Regions from separate parts of the Macaca mulatta genome. Here all the other regions are linked to region 3. A link is a contact called in public Hi-C data. All regions are on one chromosome and are shown on one strand. The core of a region is the stretch at or near the end of the contact, and the rest is flanking DNA. Distances in the headings are between cores, read along the strand shown.

Region 1 (2,960 bases), core at 369-2,868, 110 kb after region 3:
CCTCTTAAATTTTCAAAGAGGAATTCAGGAGGGAGATAAACAGAAACACATATTTGGTGCCCCGGAGCTGCCTTTCCGAGGAGGATCAAGTGGTACGTCCTGCGGAGCTGTGTCCTTTACAGACAGGGTGTGACCTGGGGTTGGAAGAGAAGAGACGAGAGCAGAAAAGCAGGACAGATAAGTGTTCAGGCCAGTAAAGACAGAGCCTCCCTGAGCACGGAACTGCTCTGCAGTGAGTTGCCATCTGGAGGAGAGGGTTGTTCTTTTCTCTTGGCGAACTCCCGCTTCTCTCTTCCAAGGCACCCTTGCCCTGCATGGACAATTCTGGCTGAGTCTTGAAATGTACACTCCTGGCTCAGGGGACCATGGCTGAGCTGCGGATGACACAGGCTCTCGACCAAACTTCAGTCTCCTCTGAGCCCTTTTCTTCATGAGGCCTTGACCTTGCCACCCTACTCCCTGCAGAGCCCAGTTTAGCAAGAATCCTGCTTAGTCAGTTTCCAGAGTATTCTCCCATCCTTGATATCTGATCATCCTTGATATCTGCTCAGATTCCTCATCTGTCACCCTCAGTGTGTAAGTCCTTGCCTAGTTCAGTAGAATCCTGTTAAGTGGGTTTATCAAGAATCCTCTACACTTGATGTCTCCTCTTAGTGATTTTTCATTCACTGACCCCCAGGAACTTTGCTCTTTGGCTATAAACCCCCAGCAGTCTTCGCTGTAATACAGAGCTGAGCCTAATCTCTTTCCCCTATTGTGATGCCCCTGTTACAATAGCCGTGAATAGTCTTCCTTACCTTTTTAATAAGCGTTTGAGTAATTTTTTCCTTTGATAGCTTGGTACATCAAACAGGAGCCTGACTCCTAAACCATGCTGTTCGGGTGTGCTGATATTGTTGACTGGAATATAACCTGATTTGGAAGTGACAAGTGACTGAGGTGAGTGCCTGCAGGACCAGGTGACATTCCCTCCCGCCAGAAGCAGCCTGGGGACCTTGTGCAGTGCTGAACCTCTGAGCCAAGGCCTTGCCAATGCAGCTGCAGCTGAGGCTCCCCGCCGGGAGCGTAGAAGGCGCTCTCAGACGCCCATTGCCGCTCCGAACTGCCGCTGGGAGAACTCTGGCCTTGTCCCGCTGGCGCAGAGGGCCTGGTAGCATCCTCCTCCACCAGACCCCCACTCTTTGGAACCTCCCTAAACCCCGGGCAGCCTGCGGGGACGGCGGCCGCAGCAGAGAGCTGGACACTGCGCAGGCCAGGCAGGGCCAACCCGCTCTCTACTATTCCTGGGAGAAGCTGCTGCCCGCTGTCTGATTTTTAATTTCAAAATCACGCTTTGTCCTGCAAATGTTGTCTATTGTTTATTTTAGGTCAAATAACCCCATAAATACGTAAGTAAATAAACTGGTCACTTGCAGAGATCGTGGGGGAGGGCACGGCGCCCTGAGCTGCAGGCGACGGAAGGTTGCAGAAGCCATGGGGCGCAGACCAAGTGGAAGCTGAGCCGCCACCTCCCACTCCGCGCGCCGCCCCCCAAAAGGACGCACTGCTCTGATTGGCCCGGAAGGGTTTGGGAACTGCCCACCCTTTGGGCTCAGGGCCAAAGGCCGCACCTTCCCCCAGCTGCCCGGGGCTACCAGCGCGCTGCGGCCTTGCCGCCGGCACCTCGCGGAGAAGCCAGCCATGGGCGCCGCCGGTTCCTCCGCGCTGGCCGGCTTTGTCCTCCTCGCGCAGCCCCGGCCCGGGTGGCTCGGGGTCGCCGTGCTGGGACTGACCGCGGTGGCGCTGGGGGCTGTCGCCTGGCGCCGCGCATGGCCCACGCAGCGCCGGCGGCTGCTGCAGCAGGTGGGCACAGTGGCGCAGCTCTGGATCTACCCTGTGAAATCCTGCAAGGGGGTGCCAGTGAGCGAGGCCGAGTGCACGGCCATGGGGCTGCGCAGCGGCAACCTGCGGGACAGGTACGGCCGAGCGCGGGCGCGGGGCAGCGCTGATCCGCCTCGGGCAAGGGTCTGAGAAGGGAGGAGTGCAGGGGAGGTCTGCAGAGTCTGCTAACAGGTCCTTCCTCCTATTACAAAGAAACTGGGAGTTGGATGAGAAAAGGCCAAAGAGAAAAAGGAACCCTCAGCCCCCAGCATCAGATCCCGGGGCTCTGGGACTCTGAGCACATGGACCCGTTTTCCCGGGTTGGGCGGATTTCCACCTCTCACTGGCTCTTTGGCGTCATGTGCTCCTGCTGAGGTGTGGTATCGCTCCCAGGTGTCTGCCAGAGAGCAAACTTCTTAATCTCCATTTAGTGGAGGTGGCTAGCTTAAAGAGATTGGTTCCCAGTAGCTTTATTTTCAGTGACTTTCTTGAGATCTTGGGGAAAGCTGAAACTGTAGAGTCCAGCCCTCCAAGAGCGCACCAAGGCGGGGCTCATAATAGTAATGACTGCAGTTCAAGGAATACCTTCAGGCGCGGTGGCTCACGCTTGTAATCCCAGCACTTCGGGAGGCCGAGGCGGGTGGATCACCTGAGGTCAGGAGTTCGAGACCAGCCTGACCAACATGGTGAAACCCCATCTCTACTAAGGGAAAAAAAAAAAAATTAGCCGGGCATGGTGGCGCGCACCTGTAATCCCAGTTACTCAGGAGGCTGAGGCAGGAGAATCGCTTGAACCCGGGAGGTGGAGGTTGCAGTGAGCCAAGATTATGCCACTGCACTCCAGCCTGGGCGACAGAGGGAGACTAAGTTAAAAAAAAAAAAAAAAAAAAAAAAAAAAGGCGGGGGTGGCATTGCAGATGCTATTTTCCCCAATTGTCTCAAGCACCCTTGTGGATAAAGAAGCTGAGTTCAGAGCCACACAGCAGCGGAACCAGGACTCTTATTTTCTTTAGCACACTGGGGCTTTGTAAAGAGTGATCTTGTTAATGTTCTGTCTGGGTTCTGAGAGCTGCGTGGATTCCTGGGGTTCAGCAAAGGCT
Region 2 (2,700 bases), core at 40-2,539, 70 kb after region 3:
CCCAGAGTCTCTTCCCACGCTCCAGAGGGCACCCCTTTCCCAGGGGGTGGCCAGCCCAGATTTGGTAGGTGGCCCACTGGTTGGCCTCCTTAAACTTTCCTAGAACTGTGCCACAGTTTAAGGGACAAACTTTTGAAAAACAAAAACAACCACAAAAAACTTGAAAGACTTCAAACCTTTATTTGTCTAAGAAAATCCACTGTTAACCCAACAGCTTGCTTGAATGGAGTTGTTAAAGATCAACAAAAGCTGGACATTAGTGAAAGCATGAAAACAGATTTGACTCAGTAACTACTTACAGTAGGAGAAAAAGCTGCTCATTCTCATTTGGCAGAGGAGACTGGGCGTTTTAAAGGGTGAAGGAGAGAGTAGGGAGGGGGAAACTAGCAGGGGCTCAAGTGAAAAATCACGAAGGGGTGGTCAGTATCAATGACCGGGCAGCTGTGCCTGGAGCTGGCAGTTATGAAGCTGGGATTGTACCATCCCACAGAGACTGGGGGACAGAGGCCTATCCTCCCCACGATTGCATTTCAAAGCAATGGCTTTCAGCTCCTTGAGAAAGACACTTCTGAGGTGTAGGCGATACATACACATCTCAAAACAACAGAGAAAGGAATACCCTAAAAAAGGGAGGTCAGAGGCCTTACCATCGGGTGTTGGCTAGAATAAACGGAAAATTCTCCTGGCTGCCTTGAGCTTTCTCGGGAAGACATTTTCCTGGGGTCGAGGTTAGAGGGCAGTGGAGAGTGGAGGACTTTGAGTCATACTCCTATAAGCCACGCTAGAGTTCCTCGTCTTTGAGTGCAGAGGTTTAGACTGTCTTTGTGTGCAGAAAGTCCTGCAGTTCTCACAGAGACCTGCCAGAAAAAGTCGTTCCCAAATGTTTGTAAATCCTCCGTTCTGCAACCCGCCTTCACGTTCTGCGGTGATCTTGTCGTGCGAGAAAACGCGCCATATTAGCAGAGAAGGGGGTGGCAGAGTGCTGGCGCTAAAGGTCACGCTGCACGGGTAACTGTCGCGGTGTAGGGGCGGGGAAGAGGGAGGAGACACTGACCACCCCGGAGCTCGCTGGCTTTGGACGTCGTCGTTCCCACAGCGCCCAGGGTACCCCAGTGGCTCTCTTCCTGTCTTCCCCCATTACCACGCAGGCTTTGTCACCGCATTAAGGCATTCCCGCTCTCCGCGGAACCGCTCTGCCATCTCGGCGGTGAAAGGGTGAGAGGGCCAGTGTTTGGGTCAACTTTGACTCCTCCCACCCGCCCGGATCCTTAAGGGCCTCCTCGTTCCCCCGGATCGTTAAGGGCCTCCTCGTCCTCCAGGGCTCCGGTCGCTGCGGGGTCTGTGCGCAGGTCCGCGACCGCCCTGTTTCTGCCATGGGCGCCTCCAGTTCCTCCGCGCTGGCCCGCCTCGGCCTCCCAGCCCAGGCCCGGCCCAGGTGGCTCGGGGTCGCGGTGCTGGGACTGGCCGCGGTGGCGCTGGGGGCTGTCGCCTGGCGCCGAGCATGGCCCAGGCGGCGCCGGCGGCTGCAGCAGGTGGGCACCGTGGCGAAGCTCTGGATCTATCCGGTGAAATCCTGCAAGGGGGTGCCGGTGAGCGAGGCGGAGTGCACGGCCATGGGGCTGCGCAGTGGCAACCTGCGGGACAGGTACGGCCCAGCGCGGGCGCGGGGCAGCGCGGAGCCTGCCTGGGATGAGGAGGGGGAGGCAGGTGGGGCCCGGCCTATCTGGGAAGGACTATAGAGGTTTGCCGCCTGAGTTTCTGGGCTGACTGTTGAGTCGTTGGTCGTTTAGCTGGGAAAGCCAAGTTCATGTCAGATTTATTTTTGGTGAAGTATGTAGGGGCAATCCCTTGCCCTTCCCTAGACGAGAGAGTCCTCCTCTGTAACAGGAGGGAGTCTGACCTGTATCTCCAAGCCTCCTTAGCTCTAAAGTTTGTGATTCTATCTTATTATACCAAAGTAGAAAAATAAAGCTATTGGCACTAGAAAGCAGCAAGAAGGAAACCAAATGTTGTTCAAGGGCATTGGCTTAGGCGTCGCTGGGCCTTGTTCCTCACATTTCTCCAATCCTGGGGGTGCCAGGGGGGCCTGATACACTTTGACTAAGGATGAGCAAGTGGCATGGGGACTCTGGGGCAGGGGTCCCTTACTTGCCATTAAGGGAATAGTGTCCCCCCTTCTCCCATAGGCAGAATTGTTCACAGCCTGGAACTTTGAGACTTTTGGGTCTGACACATAGACATTTCATACTTAGGATTAAGATGCCTTCTTCTTCTTCTTCTTTTTTTTTTTTTTTTTTTTAGACAGAATCTCACTTTGTGGCTCAGGCTGGAGTTCAGTCGCGCTATCTCAGCTCACTGCAACCTCCACCTCCCAGGTTCAGGCAATTCTCCTGCCTCTGCCTCCCAAGTAGCTGGGATTACAGGTGTACACCACCACACCTGGCTAATTTTTGTATTTTTAGTAGAAACGGGGTTTCACCATGTTGACCAGGCTGGTCTCAAACTCCTGACCTCAGGTGATCCACCTGCCTTGGCCTCCTAAAATGCTGGGATTACAGGTGTGAGCCACTGTGCCCAGCCAAGATGCCTTCTTATCTGGCTGAGATGGTTTAGCTGTGGCCTGTGTCCAAGGGGAGGGAGGTTTGCAAGTTGATCATTCAAGGATTCCTCTAGCAGAGAGCCATCTGCATCCCTGTGTTC
Region 3 (3,006 bases), core at 36-2,535:
CTCTGGAGTTGCTGGGATTACAGGTGAAAGTCACCATGCTGGCTCACATTGTAAGTTGGAATCACAAAACTAATTTCTTTTGCATCCTAGTGAACTAAATTGTCATAAACATTGTATGTGCTTATACCAACATATCCACATTATTCTTAAATTTAATCACAAACTTGAATGTTACAACATTAGCATAACTAACAATCTGTTATTTTATACTTAAATATTTTTTTGAGATGGGATCTCACTCTGTCAACCCCCTTTGGAGCGCAGTGGCACAATCATAGTTCACTGCAACCTCCACTTTCCAGGATCAAGTGATCCTCCTACCTCACTGGGACTACAGGTAAATTTTTGTATTTGTTTTTCTATTTATAGAGACGAGGTCTCCCTGTGTTGCCCAGGCTAGTCTCAAACTCCCAAGCTCAAGTGATCCTCCTGAATAGCTGGGATCACAGGTGCGCGCCACCACTCCTGGCTAATTTTTTGTATGTCTTTTGTTTGTTTGTTTCTTTTTGTTTTTTTGTGGAGACGGAGGTCTCACTATGTTGCCCAGGCTGTTCCCGAACTCCTGGGCTGAAGCTATCCCCCTGGCCTCTCAAAGTGCAGGGATTACAGGCGTAAGCCCCTGCTTCCGGCCCTTAATTCTACATTAGCCAGAATTCAAAGGCATTTACCCACTTAAGAAAATAGGGCACTCTCAGCTTGTTGAGATTCACAGTACACTGAGAATGCTTATCTCACAGAGAGATATTCCTGAAAAATCACGATTTTAATGACTGCGCCATATGCTGGCATGTCTGCACCAGAATTTCCTTTGCCTCTCCCTGTTGGTTTGCTCCACTTTTTCACTGAGTCAGACCGTTGAACACCGTGGACATACTGTCTTGCGTTTCCGAATATTTCCTAGAAGGATACGGACGTTTCCTGACTCACGATAAACATTTTCTGATCGTCTTTCCAAAACCTTGCCACCAGTTTGCACTCCCACGAATCCCGTTACCGTGACTATCTCGCCATACCCTCCCTAGCACTTAACGTGATCTCTAGTATCATTTACCATCGTTGCTAATTTGAACATGAGCAGATGGAGTCCTATTATTTGCGGTCATTAATTTCGCAGCAAGTGCAGTTGAAGGTGTTTTGCATGTTCATTGTGCAGTGCACGCTGTAGTCTGCACCCTTTGGCCGGCAGGTGGGATGCAGGGCGGGGCTGGCGGAGCGCACCCGCCGCCTGGCAGGCCAGTTCGGAGCGGAGTCGCCGCCATCCCGGGCCCCACGGCCAGGGGGCGCTGCGGCCCCCAATCCCCCGCCCCGTCCGGGCTGGGGCGGAGGAGCGGGCGGGGAGCAAAGGTTGGTGTCTCAGCGCTCGGACCTTCGCCAGAGGGGCCGCGGCATGATGACGGTGGGAGCTAGGCTCCGAAGCAAGGCGGAGAGCAGCCTCCTGCGCCGCGGGCCCCGAGGGCGAGGGAGGACCGAGGGGGACGAGGAGGCGGCCGCCATCCTGGAGCACCTGGAGTACGCCGACGAGGCGGAGGCGGCGGCCGAGAGCGGGGCGAGCGCGGCTGTCGAACGGGGCCCCGGGGCCCGGGGCGCGCGGAGGGTGCACTTCGCACACCTGCCCGAGCGCTACGAGCCCCTGGAGGAGCCGGCGCCGAGCGAGCAGCCCAAGAAGCGGTACCGGCGGAAGCTGAAGAAGTACGGCAAGGTAGGGGCCCTGCACCGCCACTGCCCGGAGGGCGCGGGTGTGGTGCCTCGCGGGGGAGCGGGAGCCGGGTCCTCACCGTCGACTCACCCAGTTTCTCCGGGCTACACCTGCGACCCCTTCCGCCCCCGCTCCCATTCCCTCGCGGGAGGCGAGCCGCGAGTTGCGAGTCGTGATAGAAACTTAAATCGGAGGTTGGGCTGGGTGGTCCCCTCTGTGCCTGCTATTGCGCCCCTGGCTGCTTAAGAACCTTTCTCAAGGGGCTCCCACCAAGGTGGTTCTTATGTAAGATCAGGAATCAGTGTCCCTGATTACAGATGGGAATACTGAAGCGTGAGCGCGGCAGGTGACTTGGAGAAGGTTGGCCCAGGTGGAAAGAAAGAAATTGCAACCCAGTGTATGTGTTTTCCAGTAACATCCTCTCCAGGATATCCCATTAGTCGAGAAATGTTTGGGTTATTCTCCCAGATATTCCCAAGGTTATTTCCAGGGCCTGAGAGCGCAACAAATACATAAATAAGCGCTTGTTGAATTTGTTTTTCTCGTCTAGCCAACCATCAGTGTACTACTCTGGGGCCTTCAAAACATTCTGCCATTTGTCTCGGGGAAATGGGGTTAGGAAGGGTGAATGTGGGAGAAAAGGACAGTTTCCTTCTCAGAAATCAAAGCCCAGATGCAGTTCCTAGGTGTCTCTGCCTGGAAGCACTCGAAGCTGCTGCCGGAAGCTCTCCTGGCCGGGACAAGGCCACCCAGAATAAAGTCACAGAAGTTACTGTGTCCTGGCCAAAGGCCATGGGCCTCATCTGATTTATTGTCCAGTTATCTGTGTCACCCAGTGCCCTCTTATACCTGAAGCCATTCAGTCTCCATACCTGGGAGCTTAGGTTTATCCTCTTTAAAGTTATGTCAGCAGCTTCTGGAGCAGAACACAGGCAGGGGTGAAACTATAAAGTTGGGTCTTTCTGGCTTAGAGCCCTGCTAGGACGAATCATCTGTGCTTTGGGTCCCAGTTGAGCACAAAGAAGCCATCGTGTCCCTCTCCACTGGTGAACTGATACTGCAGAAACCTCAGCTCAAGGACTAGGACTTGAAGATATTTTGGGGGCACTCATTATGCGTCAGGCATTGTGCTGAGCAGTAGCGCTGCGAAAATGAATACAGGGCAGCCCTGCCCTAGAGAAGGGCACAGCCTCCCAGGAAGACACTGACATAGCTGGGCACCACCGCTGGGGGCTTCAGGGCACAGAGCTCAGGCAGTTCGCTCCTCAGCGGTGAGCTTGTAAAGGCAGGGAAGTTTTGAAATCGTGGTG

The links. Hi-C and Micro-C count contacts between places; a contact is called where the count stands out from the background.
Region 1: a contact with region 3 is called in a Hi-C map of liver, with 4 times the contacts expected there. The contact joins the promoter of MTARC1 here to the promoter of C1H1orf115 in region 3. A contact is called at or near these places in 5 of 14 Hi-C or Micro-C datasets (cortical neurons, fetal cortex germinal zone, fetal cortical plate and 2 more).
Region 2: a Hi-C map of liver shows a contact between it and region 3, with 2.9 times the contacts expected there. The contact joins the promoter of MTARC2 here to the promoter of C1H1orf115 in region 3. A contact is called at or near these places in 2 of 14 Hi-C or Micro-C datasets (cortical neurons and liver).

The regions. Positions count from the first base shown.
Region 1 is chr1:78,613,985-78,616,944 of T2T-MMU8v2.0, forward strand. MTARC1 (mitochondrial amidoxime reducing component 1) reads left to right here and starts at 1,619. Exons shown (of 7, transcript XM_015115809.3): 1 at 1,619-1,955. The coding sequence starts at 1,681.
Region 2 is chr1:78,577,871-78,580,570 of T2T-MMU8v2.0, forward strand. It overlaps MTARC2 (mitochondrial amidoxime reducing component 2), which reads left to right and starts at 1,290. Exons shown (of 8, transcript NM_001257477.1): 1 at 1,290-1,645. The coding sequence starts at 1,374. It overlaps LOC114680575 (a long non-coding RNA gene), which reads right to left and starts at 984. Exons shown (of 2, transcript XR_003732788.2): 1 at 648-984.
Region 3 is chr1:78,508,342-78,511,347 of T2T-MMU8v2.0, forward strand. C1H1orf115 (chromosome 1 C1orf115 homolog) reads left to right here and starts at 1,286. Exons shown (of 2, transcript XM_001102476.5): 1 at 1,286-1,699. The coding sequence starts at 1,388.